2 separate regions of the Sus scrofa genome follow, and region 1 is linked to region 2. Evidence: chromatin contacts called from public promoter capture Hi-C data. All regions are on one chromosome and are shown on one strand. Each heading gives the region's core, a stretch centred on a gene start, on an enhancer-like site or on the middle of the called end of the contact. The rest is flanking DNA. Distances are from core to core; before and after follow the strand shown.

Region 1 (6,490 bases), core at 2,524-5,023, 150 kb after region 2:
GATACGGCTGGCTTGATTGGGCAATGGGACCATGGGTGCTAATGCGGATAACACTGGAAAAAAGGACAAAGTTATAAAGTGCCTTTAACAAAGCTAGACAGTCACTTCCCACGGCCCATAAGCTTTATGTGCTGCATGTGCCCCTCTCAGGTCAGCCAGCTTTGCCCAAGAGGAAAAGGCATCGGGTCATAGTCTGACTGCTTCTCCCCTTGCAGCTGGTCTTCTTACACATAAGCACAAGACTTAGTGAGGGGACTGAGCTATGGAATGCCAGCTGATCTCATCCATTCACGAAGTCACTTGTTTAACAGAGAGCAGTGAGCTTCTCCCAGCACAAGATACTTGCACCAAGCACCTCACAGAAAGGCTCCCATTTATGATCAGACCAACCAATGGCAGAGATTCACCCATTTCACAGATCTAAGAGGTTAAGTAACTTATTCAGGATCAGACAGCAGAAGTGGTAGAGTAGGACTGAAACCCAGTGTCTCTCTTTAATTTCACTTTCTTTTTTCTTTCTTTCTTCTTCTTTTTAGGGCTGCACCCATGGCTGTTCTGTTCCCAGGCTAGAGAAATCAGAACTGCAGCTGCTGGCCTACGCCACTGCAACCCAGGATCTGAGCCACGTCTGTGACCTACAGCACAGCTCACGGCAACACTGGATCCTTAACCCACTGATCGAGGCCAGGGATTAAGCCCGCAACCTTGTAGTTCCTAGTTGGATTCGTTTCCACTGCCACGCAGGGAACTCCTCATATCTGGATTATTGCAATGGCCTCCTAACCAGTCTCCTTGCATCAGCTCTTCCCTCTTTCCAGTCTAATCTCCACATTACGAACACCAACCTTTTTTAAACTTTTGAATAGCTGCCTTTGGTCTTAGAGCACAGACAAAAGCATGCAAGGGTCTCATATGGGTTTTTCCCTTACTCAACACTCTAGCTTGATCCTAACCCCTTGTTCTGTTGCGGGGGTGCTGGCCTTCTTGTGGCTCCTCATAATCCCCAAACTCTCTCCCACCACAGGACCTTTGTACCTGCTCATCCCCCCTTCACCTGAATAACTCTCTTCCCTTTCTCAGGTACACATTTCCTGAGCCCCCAAGCTAGGTCATTCTTTGGCATCTCTCACTTTTACAACTTTACATGTGTTTGTGAGATTGATTAAAGTCTTTCTTCTCTAACAGGCCAAGGATCAAGAACCACTCGCTTAGTACAAAATAGATGCTAAGCAGATAATAGCCTATGTACACATAACATATGCAATACGCCAGGTGTTTGGCACACTTAACATGTATAAAGTCACTAAGACCTCCCAAAAGCTCCATATGAGGCAGGTACAATTATTAGCCCCATTTTACTTATAGTAAATCATACAAGCTAAGAAGTGGAAGAATTGGGTTATGAACTCAGGCAGTCAGTTTCTGGATTCTGAGTGCTAAACACATTACAGCGCCTCAGCAGCAATTGCTGAGAGCAGGACAATGTTGAGTGCTTCTGATAGGGACTAGATAGCACCCTCCTTAGTTCAACTAAAACATCAATTCAGTTGGGTTGTGGTAAGGATCTTAACGTTTGACTGGAACTTTGCTGCAAAACATTTACTTCCCAGCATTTTATTCCAACCACTTTTTTTTTTTTTTTTTTAAGGGCAGCACCTGAGGCATGTGTAAGATCCCAGGCTAGAGGTCGAATTGGAGCTGCAGCTGCCAGCCTACACCACAGCCACATGGGATCTGAGCCGCGTCTGCTACCTACACCACAGCTCACAGGAACACCGGATCCTTAACCCACTGAGTGAGGCCAGGGATCAAAGGTGCATCCTCATGCATGCTGGTCAGGTTCATAACTCGATGAGCCACAGTGCGGACTCCTATTCCAGCTACTTTAAAAATCCACTTGCCATCAATGGTAGTATCATGACTGATGGTGAGCAGAGGAGGTAGCTCAACAAATTGGTAAGAGGACAGGAGAAAGCTGTCTTGGAGTGAAACAGAACTGTGGAGCATTTGTAGTATGGGAAATCCTCATCAAGGCAATTCAGAGATTTTCAAGAATGTCATCTCACTTAAACTTGGTTGATTCGTAATAAAATCACACACAGAGGGCAGTTCTTCCTCAGCTGAAAGGTGAAGCAAAAGGCTGAGGTTTGGAGGACAGCTAAGTCATGGGAAATCAAGCAGGCACAGGACGAGCAAGGAATAGTGTCCCCACACTTGCAGCTTCAGAACTCAGATATTTCTTTTTTTTTTTTTTGGCTTTTTGTTATTTCTTTGGGCCGCTCCCGCGGCATATGGAGGTTCCCAAGCTAGGGGTCTAATCGGAGCTGTAGCCACTGGCCTATGCCAGAGCCACAGCAACGCGGGATCCGAGCCGCGTCTGCAACCTACACCACAGCTCACGGCAACGCCGGATCCTTAACCCACTGAGCAAGGGCAGGGACCGAACCCGCAACCTCATGGTTCCTAGTCGGATTCGTTAACCTCTGCACCACGACGGGAACTCCAGAACTCAGATATTTCTGATAGAGAAAAATGTCTTTTTTTCTTTTCTTTTCTTTCAAGGATTAAAGGTAGCTGGCCAGCCTTTCCTAATTTTTAGTTGGAACTTCACAGCAAGGCCAGAGTTGCTCTTAGGTTTTCCCAGTATGGCTAGAGTAGGGCAATTATTTCAGAAGCTCGAGCTAATGCAGAGAAGAGATCTGTCAGCTAGCTACATTCTATTAACCCTAGGTCAATATGGTGAAAATGTAACCATTCAGCAACTTCTTCACCTGGAGCCCATTCCCAATCTAAAGGGAAGTCCAGAAATTGTATGCACATTTTGCTAAGGAAAGGCTTTCATTAGTTTGTCTCAGGGCTTATAACTAAAAAAAGGCGATCTTTTAGGGCTGTACACACATTTTCTCTGGTACACGGTTGTGCCTTTATAGAAAAGGTACCTTCCAGGGTGAAACATTTCTATTCCTTCAAGTACCCGAGAGCTTATGGATGAGGGTTTAAGGGGAATCCAAGTGTCCACCCCACGTGTTACGTCTCACAACAGCACAGGCCTCAAACTATACATATGTCCAAAGGGACTGCTTTTGCATTCACCCCCTTGGAGGTGCTGCGTGTAAAAGCCACGGTAGTCTGGAGTGCTTGAGTCCAGTCCCAACCAGGCCACTAACTGGCTGAGTAACCTTGGACAAGTCGCATACCCTCTCTGGCCTTCAGTTTCCACATCTGCAAACTGGAAGTTGAACGGCATGGTCTTCAAGGTCCTTCCCAACCAAGAGTCTGGTACCAAGTAGGCCTAGCCATTAAAGCAGCTTCCTGTGGGTGCGGTGCAGTTTTAACGGTCCCCCCTCCCCCGCTCGAGCCCGCGAAACCCTCTTTAACACGCCCCTCCGAGTGACGGCGCTTCCCAACCTCAACCCGGACACGGCTCCGCCCCTTCCCGGGGGCGTCCCATCGTGCCCCGCGCTGGGCTTCTAAAGCAGTGGGGCACCTCCCGCCTTTCCGCGGCCCCGACCCCGAACTCTTCTCCCCAGTTCTCCCGGGTGCCCTATCCTATCAACGTCTAATAGCCCAGCCAATCACGCGGGCCTACAGTCTTACCTTCGGTCCACCCTCCTCTCGGCGCCCAGCCGGCCTGAGCTGAAGGCCTTTACCAGGCCAACCCAATCAGCGGCCGGCTCTGGCCTGCCCCACCCCAACCTCCCTCCCCTCGGCCAATCCACGCGCTCCATCCCACTGCCCGCCCAGCCAACCCGGGCCTTGAAACCAGCCGGCGAATGGGCGCAGGGCGGCCCTTCAATGCTAACCGCCTGGCCAATTGGGGATTCCGCGTGGCCACGGCAGTGGCCAATCGACATGGAGCGCGGTGCCGCCGCGGAGAGGTCCGGCCCGAATATCCCTCCGCCTTCCTCCCTCCCTCTCTCTCCCTCCCTGCGAGCCGCCGTTCACTTACCGCCTCCCTTCCCTTCTTTCTCCCTCCGCCACCCGAGCACCAGCCGCGCTCAAAGCTGCCCCCGGGGTCCCTCCCCCGCCGCCAGAGGAGCAGCTGCTGCCGCCGCCAGCAGCAAATTAGGAGGGAGGAAGGAAGGAAAGGAGGAAGGAAAGGGAGCTGGAGCGACTACCAAGAGGGAGCCAGTGAATGGGATTGTGGTGACCCCCGCCCCCCACCCCACCCTCCCTTCCCACCCGACCCCCAACCCCCATCCCCAGTTGGAGCCGCCGCCCGAGAGGCCGGACAGCAGTCTTAAGAGGAGTCGCCGCCACCACCTCCGCCATGGAGCTGATCACCATCCTCGAGAAGACCGTGTCTCCCGGTAGGACGCGGGGGCCGGGGGTCGGGCTGAGGTGATTGGGTGGGGGGAGGGGAAGCCCTGGCCCCTCTGACCTGTCCCTTTTCCCACTTTCCTTCCCCCCAGATCGGCTGGAACTGGAAGCGGCGCAGAAGTTCCTGGAGCGTGCGGCCGTGGAGAACCTGGTGCGTGCCACCCCGCCGTCCCCCATCCCGCCCGTCTCCCCATCCCCTGCGTGCGGGCCTTCCCGCCCTCCTGGAGGCCCAGGCCTCGGGAACCCACCCCGCCCCATCCCGTCCCCCTCCCCCTCCCCCGGTCCAACCTAACCCCTCCGTCGGGAAGCCGGTGGGTGTGTCCCGCCCCGGGCCCCGGCACCTGGCCAATGGCGCGGCGCGCCGGGGTGACTGCCGCCCAATCGCCGCGCGGCCTGAGGGCGGCGGTGCAGCAGGAGGGAGAAAGAGCGAGGGAAGGGAAGTTAGGTTGCGCGGCGCTGCGTGTTCAGCAAGGGTGGGGGTGGGGGAGCCGGGCCTAGGGGCCATGTGGAAGCTCCGAGCCCCGCTGCCCGTCCAGTTCGGACCCCGGCCTCCTCCTCCTTCCTGTCCTGTGACCCCTATGATTCTCTCCACCTACTTCCCAGAGCCCTACCCATTCCCTTCTCCCTTGGTCTGTGCTCCTGGCCAGGCCTGCACCCAAATCCCTTTTTACCCATTCCGGCAATGTTTTTCCCTTTCTTGACGGGTTATTCCTCTCCAGGGGAATTTTTTCCCCCGGCCCCGATCAATAGAGACTTCATCTGCACCCAGATAACAGGCTGAGGCTTATCCTTGAGATCGGGCCTGTTTCCAGAGGAAATCATAGAGGAAAGTTCCTCGTTTTTCATGGTTTCAAATTTAGGGGGTACAGAAAAAAAATGAGTGTTAAGTCCACTAGAGACTGGACCTCTGTATAAAATCGAGAGATGGATTGACTGAAACAGCCTATGTGCCAGTAATATTTCTCCTTGGATTCCCTCCTCCTGTTGGGGGGTGGGGAGCAAAGAGAACGGTGGATAATACGTCTCTTAAAGGTAATAGGTAATAGATCTAAATAACACTGTAACCAAATGTGTTCTTTTGTGTTATCTAGGCAAGCCAAAAAAAAAAGTGACAAGGCGTTTTTTTATTTTCTACAAACTGCCTTTGAATTGTCTTGGATTTTTTTTTCCCCCTTACACGTTCTGGTTTTTACCATCAACCTTTTTATACTTAGCTTTCCATAGAAAAGATTTTTATCTACTAGCATAGACCCATATTTCCGTTTAATGTGTATTCCTGTTTCTGCTTTTGCTAAAGTAAGACGGCTTTCATCTTATTCCTAGCATTTTATCTTATTCCCATCATTCTTAACATTCTTTAGTGGTACCTAATTAATAAAACTTAAGAATTATCTTCCGCTGTAACTGCAGAACTTGTTAGTGGTAAGAAACTATCTGCTTTTGGTTTTTCCTGTTAGCTTTTCCATTGGAGAGAGCTTTTTGTGGGGAAGAAGAATGTGTGTTAAACATTTTAAACAAAAATAGTAGTTTTGGGGGCCTGTGCAGTACGAAAGATTGACTATTATTTTCAAGAATCCACTGTGTTTGGTGAACAACTGAGAACCAAAACGAATAGTAACCTTTAGTGTTTTAACTGTTGACTAGTAAACATAAAATTATTTTCCTTGACATTTTTATTTTCTCAGTTGCTCCCTATTTCTAAATATTTGTTAGCACATTTTCCTTGTAATTTTTTTTTCATTATTAGTCTCTTGCTGAGACACTATAAAATAGAGACAGCTAGCCTCCTAAGCCTGTGTTTTAAAGTTTTGAAGTACTTTTCTCTCTTCGATAAGATTACCTGCTTCCATGAGATCCCAAGCCCCCCTGAGTATCATTCTTTTTGGGTTAAGATGTTTTTAATCTAAAACAATTTTTTCTACTCTGTTATAACATATTTATGTAACAAAAATAATTTACGGAGTACCAAGTACTGTTCTAGATACATAGAAGAGTCTTCTGACCACCAGATTGCCAACTTGCTTTAATTCTGTGGAATTTAATGTGAAGATTTGGCACTCAGAATGATGTTAATAGGAGAACCTGTAACTCCGTGTTTAATGCTGAATCTGTGTGAGAAGGAGGATGACGTCCCTATGTACTAAGTAACATTTTTATAGGAGTCTTGAAG
Region 2 (6,273 bases), core at 2,047-4,546:
GACATTTTCAGGCAAAAAAAGGATATGCCAAGACACAGCACAATTGCCAAGGAACTGGCAATTAGTTTTTTTTTTTTTTTCCCTCATTATAGTTGATGACAATTAGTTGGGAAATGCTGAAGATTAGTTTGAGAAAAAGAAAATAAGGAGAGAGATGATGATTTTGGAGAGGAAGGTAAGAGACAAATTATGAAAAGCCCTGAATATTACTAACGAAATCTGGATTTGGGCGTTCCCCTTGTGGAAACGAATCCGATTAATATCCATGAGAAGACAGGTTCGAACCCTGGCCTCGCTCAGTGGGTTAAGGATCCGGCGTTGCCGTGGGCTGTGGTGTAGGTCACAGACGTTGCTGTGGCGTAGGCCAGCAGCTGTAGCTCCAATTGGACCCCTAGCCTGGGAACCTCCATATGCTGCAGGTGCAGCCCTAAAAAGCAAAAAAAAAAAAAAAAAAGAAATCTAGATTTTATTCTTCAGGTTAACAGGGAACCACAAAGGAGTGTGAGGCAAAAGAGTTGATGAAATAAGATCTGTATTTAGAGAAATATGCTATGGCCACATGAATAATTAACACTGACTCAATATACTTGTGCACAGAAATCTACATATGACCCTAAAGAACCTATAATTTAAATACTGTCAGGGGCATTCCCGTTGTGGCACAATTGAAATGAATCTGACTAGGAACCATGAGGTTGTGGGTTCAATCCCTGGCCTCGCTCAGTGGGTTAAGGATCCAGCGTTGCCGTGAGCTATGGTGTACGTTGCAGATGTGGCTCGGATCTGGTGTTGCTGTGGCTATGGTGTAGGCCAGCAGCTGTAGCTCCAATTCAACCCCTAGCCTGGGAACCTCCATATGTGGGTGCTTTTTAGGCCTGCACCCCTGTGCGTGCAGGCCTAAAAAGCACAAAAAAAAAAAAAAAAAAAAAGGAAAAGAAAGGAAGAAAATATTGCCCAGTTATAGCCAACCCAGTTAGCCCAAGATGGCCTCTCCGGAATAAAATGATGATTAAGAAATTTTTTTTTTTGTCTTTTGCCTTTTAAGGGCCGCACCTGAGGCGTATGGAGGTTCCCAGGCTAGGGGTCCAATCCTATGCCACAGCCACAGCAATGCCACATCCGAGCCGAATCTGCAACCGACACCACAGCTCATAACAATGCCGGATCCTCAACCCACTGAGCCAGGCCAGGGATCGAACCCGCAACCTCATGGTTCCTAGCCAGATTCGTTTCTGCTGCACCACGGTGGGAATGCCAAGAAATTTTTATTCTAATAGTGACCCCCAGCTATCTCAGACACTTACGACAATTGTGAGGCCACATTCTTCTTCAGTCGCTCAGCTCTCTGTGCCAGTCCTTCCTTAGAAAGAGATGATATCCGGGCATCACCCTCAGGAGGAACATAGGCATCAAAGATACCAGCTGTAAAGAGAGGAGAAAACTAAGAAAGCATTGAAAGATTGAGAAAAAGTCATCTTGAGGTCATAAAAAAAATTGGGAGCCCTTCTGGATACAAAACAGACTAATGAAATAGACTTCCCGTGTAGAAGGTTTTATGCTGCATTAGAAAAAGTAGAATAAGGTAATTTTAGTCTTCTCTCAGAGCTTCTTCTTATACAAAATGGAGAAGTTTTACCCGCCAGGTAAAAGGCCACTTCAATGAATAATTTAAAAGCACAGTCAAAGATAACCTCATAAAATGTAGTGTATGTTAATTATTGAAGCTGAACTTAATCTGTGGTTAATTAAATGCTCTCAATCATAGCCCAAATAAGGAGTTCCCGTCATGGCTCAGTGGCTGACGAATCTGACTAGGAACCATGAGATTGTGGGTTCGATCCCTGGCCTCACTCAGTGGGTTAAGGATCTGGCATTTCTGTGAGCTGTGGTGTAGGTCGAAGACATGGTTCAGATCCCGAGTTGTTGTGGCCCTGGTGTAGGCTGGTGGCTACAGCTCTGATTCCACCCTAAGCCTGGGAACCTCCATGTACTGCAGGAGTGGCCCAAGAAATTGCCAAAAGACAAAAAGCCAAAAAAAACAAAAAACAAAAAATCATAGGCCAAATCATTCTACTCTCCAAGAAAATCTCTGACAAAAGGGGACTGGGTCTGGGTCTCAGAAATACCATGTCTCACCTGTACAGGCTAGATGTATGGGGCGCTCCAAACGTTCATGAGGTATGACCAGTCCTGCTTTCCGGGCATGTTCTACAAACTCCTTCTCTGATTTGTACTTGGGTTGATAGGTAGGGGGTGTGAAACGTTTTTTAGTTCTCACTGGAACTACTGCTGTGGACTGAGTCACCAAGACTGGCTGGAGGATAGCAGAAAAAGGTTAGATAATCAATCTTGCACAAATTCTAAGCAGAGATAGAAAGGGCACATCCAAAAAATGACTTAGGAACAATTATAAAGCCACATGTCACAAGGGGAAATGCACTACTATCTTAACAATTATGGCTGTCCCTTACTAAAAGGCAGTAAGTAACTTTACTAACACAACCCAATGTTTACGCATGGCTTTCCTTTAGTACTTTCCATGGCACAGGACTATGCCAAACCCCTGGGATGCAGAGTTGATGAAAGCAAGGCTTTTGCTTTCAAAGAACATTCAGTCTGATGGGGAACTTAAACACCAACTCTTTGGTATCTCCTCTACATTTACTCAGATTACATTCTATTGAAAGCCTCACTGTAAACTTTACTCTGTCGCTCTAGCTCCTAAGTGATCAATAACCCTTTCAAAGGCCAGGTTTCTTCTCTCTGATCATGAGGTTTCTTCAGGCAGGTACGAGACTCTCTCCTGTACAGCCACTGTGCAATTGAAATATTTATAAAAATAAAAGGGAAGCGAGCCCACCTTCCAAACCATTCTCTCCCCTTTAACACCTTCACGCTCGTCTGACCCAGACTTAACGGGAGAAACCTTAATCCTCGAGAAACTGCTCGCTCTCATGGCCATACCGAGGCTCTCACCACTCAGCCACACAGCTCAGTAGCTGTGTCCCGTTTACCTCAACTCTTCCCTAGCCTAGGTACGACTCATATCATCCAAACTCACGAAGGACAACTGCAAAGCGAGTATTTCTCTCTACTCTCTCCTACTCCTCCAGCCCCAAGAGTCCTATCCACCCCCGTCCCTACCCACCTGCCGAGACCACCATCCTAAAACCCTGGGTAAGCAAGACAAGCCCCGTGTTACGGGGGCTGCCATTTTGCTCGCGCAAAGGCAGCTGGGATGGAGACTGAAAGTGATGCGCCTGGGGCAGGAAAGAAGGCGCAAAGGGTGGAGCTAGCGCGGCCGTGGAATTTTCCAGGGCGCGCGCCCTCCTCCAAAGTGCGAGAGGCGCGAACGCGCACGTGCACGTCTGGGAGGGGGGCGGGGTGGGGGAGTGGAGTAGGGCTGCGCCTGCGTGGTAAGACGGCGTTGGGGGCAGGGGGAAGCACGGTTGTCACGCGCCAAGCGGAGGGCGCGGAGCCAGAGCTGCGCTTGCGCACCAGGCGTTCTGGCGGCCGGGAGTTACTCCCTTCCTGTAAAATTGGCACGTTGCTGCACCTTGCTTCTAGTCCGTGAAGAATGAGAAGCTGTTTCTCTTCTGAGACAAGTGTTTTTCTTCAGTGCCTACTTGGATCTTAGGAATGGCAAAAATGACTGGGTTCTGGGTCTGGGTCCGTCCTCGGACAACCTTAAGGCGGAGTTAACAATATAGTATTTATATGGAATAATATAGTTTTCCCAATCTGTACCGTGTGAAGGATAATAGTCTTTCTTACCATCAAATTAAGGTAGTTAATGACTATTGTGTTTATTGAAACAAAAGACGCATGGACTGATAAAAACATCTGTCTTTTTGGGACGGAGGTACAGAGGTACCTGTAGCACTTGCTTAGGCATTGCCAGGCAATTCGCTAAGCATTTTACATTTATTTACTCAATCATCAACGTAGGAGTAATACTCGTTTACATATGAACTTGGGCAGCACAGAAATTATGTAATTTTTCTAAGGTCACACAGCTAAGAACTAGAAGAATTGGGATTCACGTTCAAGCAGTCTAATTCTAGAACCCATTCACTGACTGCTACCTTGTACTGCTTCAGTAATCATTGCCGAAAGGCAAACACTTTCTATACTTAACTTTACGGTTTTATCTCATTTTGCCAATTAATTTTTTTTTTTTTTTTGTCTTTTTTGTTGTTGTTGTTGTTGTTGCTATTTCTTGGGCCGCTCCCGCGTCCCGCGGCATATGGAGGTTCCCAGGCTAGGGGTTGAATCGGAGCTGTAGCCACCGGCCTACGCTGGAGCCACAGCAACGCGGGATCCGAGCCGCGTCTGCAACCTACACCACAGCTCACGGCAATACCGGATCGTTAACCCACTGAGCAAGGGCAGGGACCGAACCCTCAACCTCATAGTTCCTAGTCGGATTCGTTAACCACTGCGCCACAACGGGAACTCCTTTTTTTTTTTTTTTTTTTTTTTGGTCTTTTTAGGGCTGCACCTGCAGCATATGGAAGGTCCCCCGCTAGGGGTCGAATTGGAATTGGAGCTGTAGCCCCTGGCCTATACCGCAGCCACAGCAACACCAGATCCAAGCTGCGTCTGCAAACTACACCACAGCTCAGGGCAACGCCAGATCCTTAACCCACTGAGTGAGGCCAGGGATCGAACCTGAAATCTCATGATTCCTAGTTGGATTCATTTCTGCTGAGCCATAATGGGAACTCCAAACATGAACTTTTTTCTCCACTGGTTTTCCTGACAAAGCGAAGAAATTCTACTCCGTGACGAATGGTTATTAATATGGAACACTGATATAGTCTATCTGGGATTATCTGCTTCACTGTTGAGTTTTATGTTTGATTTACATGGTAGCCAACACATCCCATATCATCTTTGCCTGCCCTCTAATCAATTTTTCAGGGAATGAAGACTTGTTCCATATCAACCTGAATGAAATAAGGGGAGTCAATCTCGGTTAATTCATTCTGAGATGAATTACAAGTGGGCTTTATTAGCTGCTCTTTTGGAAAATTCATATTATCTTCCCATCTCATTAACTCCATGGACAACTGGGAGCTGTCTGCTGGGGACGTGACACTAAAAGAATATTTCTTGGAGTTCCTGTCATGGTTCAGTGGTTAACGAATCTGACTAGGAACCATGAGGTTGCAGGTTTGATCCCTGGTCTCGCTCAGTGGGTTAAGGATCTTACTTTGTTGTGGCTGTGGTGTAGGTTGGCAGCTACAGCTCCGATTGGACCCCTAGCCTGTGAACTTCCATATGCTGTGGGTGTGGCCCCAGAAAAGCCAAAAAAAAAAAAAAAAAAAGAATATTTCTTAATCCTACAACCCCAGTAGCTCACTTTCAGGAGAAGCAAGGTAAGAGCAAGAAAAGGAAACCCACTGTGTCATTAGAGGAAGGAATAAGGTGGTTAGGGCTCAGCCTTGCAAAGAACAGTCTTGCACGTAGTAAATAGTCAAATATTTATTCAATAAATAGATCACTAGAATCCCAGATAAAATATGGTTAGGCAGAAGGCAAAGTTGATTTCCTGTTTCTCTAAATACAGGGAGTTCCTGGAATCTTTTTGTCTTATTGAAATTAAAGTGGATCCAAAGAAAATAGGATAGCCCATGAGCAGTGAGATATGTGCAATATTTGCACTCTCCCCCCACCTGCCCTGTGGCAGATAGGATATCAAAAATTAGAAACTCTGAAATTCTGCCTAGTAATTGACATTCTAGGAGAGGCACAGTTCATTTGTTTATTTATTTTTGCTTTTTTTTTTTTTTTTTTGTCTTTTTGCCTTTTCCAGGGCCGAACCATTGGCATATGGAGGTTCCCAGGCTAGAGGTCTAATCGGAGCTGTAGCCACCGGCCTACACCACAGCCACAGCAACTAAGATCCAAGCTGTGTCTGCGACCTACACCACAGCTCACAGCCACGCCGGATCCTTAACCCACTGAGCAACGCCAGGGATCAAACCCGCATCCTCATGGTTCTTAGTTGGATTCATTAGCCACTGAGCCACGACGGGAACTCCTTATTTTTGCTTTTTAGGGCCGTACCCTTGGTGTATGGAGGTTCCCAGGCTAGGGGTCCAATCAGAGCTACAGCTGCTGGCCTACATCACAGCCATAGCAACGCGGAATCCTTAACCCATTGAGTGAGGCCAGGGAGCGAACCCACCATCTCGTGGTTCCTAGTCGGATTTGTTTCCGCTGAGCCAAGATAGGAACTCTGAGGCACAGTTGATTTAAACAAGGAAA

The links. Promoter capture Hi-C pulls out the DNA fragments that hold promoters and counts their contacts.
Region 1: a promoter capture Hi-C map of fetal skeletal muscle shows a contact between it and region 2, with 3 times the contacts expected there. The contact joins the promoter of KPNB1 here to the promoter of MRPL45 in region 2. A contact is called at or near these places in 2 of 5 promoter capture datasets (fetal skeletal muscle and liver), 2 of 47 Hi-C or Micro-C datasets (embryonic fibroblasts and epiblast stem cells) and 2 of 2 datasets of contacts at active chromatin or transcription factors (alveolar macrophages and skeletal muscle).

The regions. Positions count from the first base shown.
Region 1 is chr12:23,912,010-23,918,499 of Sscrofa11.1, forward strand. KPNB1 (importin subunit beta-1) reads left to right here and starts at 3,774. Exons shown (of 22, transcript XM_003131528.6): 1 at 3,774-4,310; 2 at 4,413-4,471. The coding sequence starts at 4,271.
Region 2 is chr12:23,763,180-23,769,452 of Sscrofa11.1, forward strand. MRPL45 (39S ribosomal protein L45, mitochondrial) reads right to left here and starts at 3,297. Exons shown (of 8, transcript XM_021067079.1): 1 at 3,149-3,297; 2 at 2,137-2,314; 3 at 1,305-1,422. The coding sequence starts at 3,214.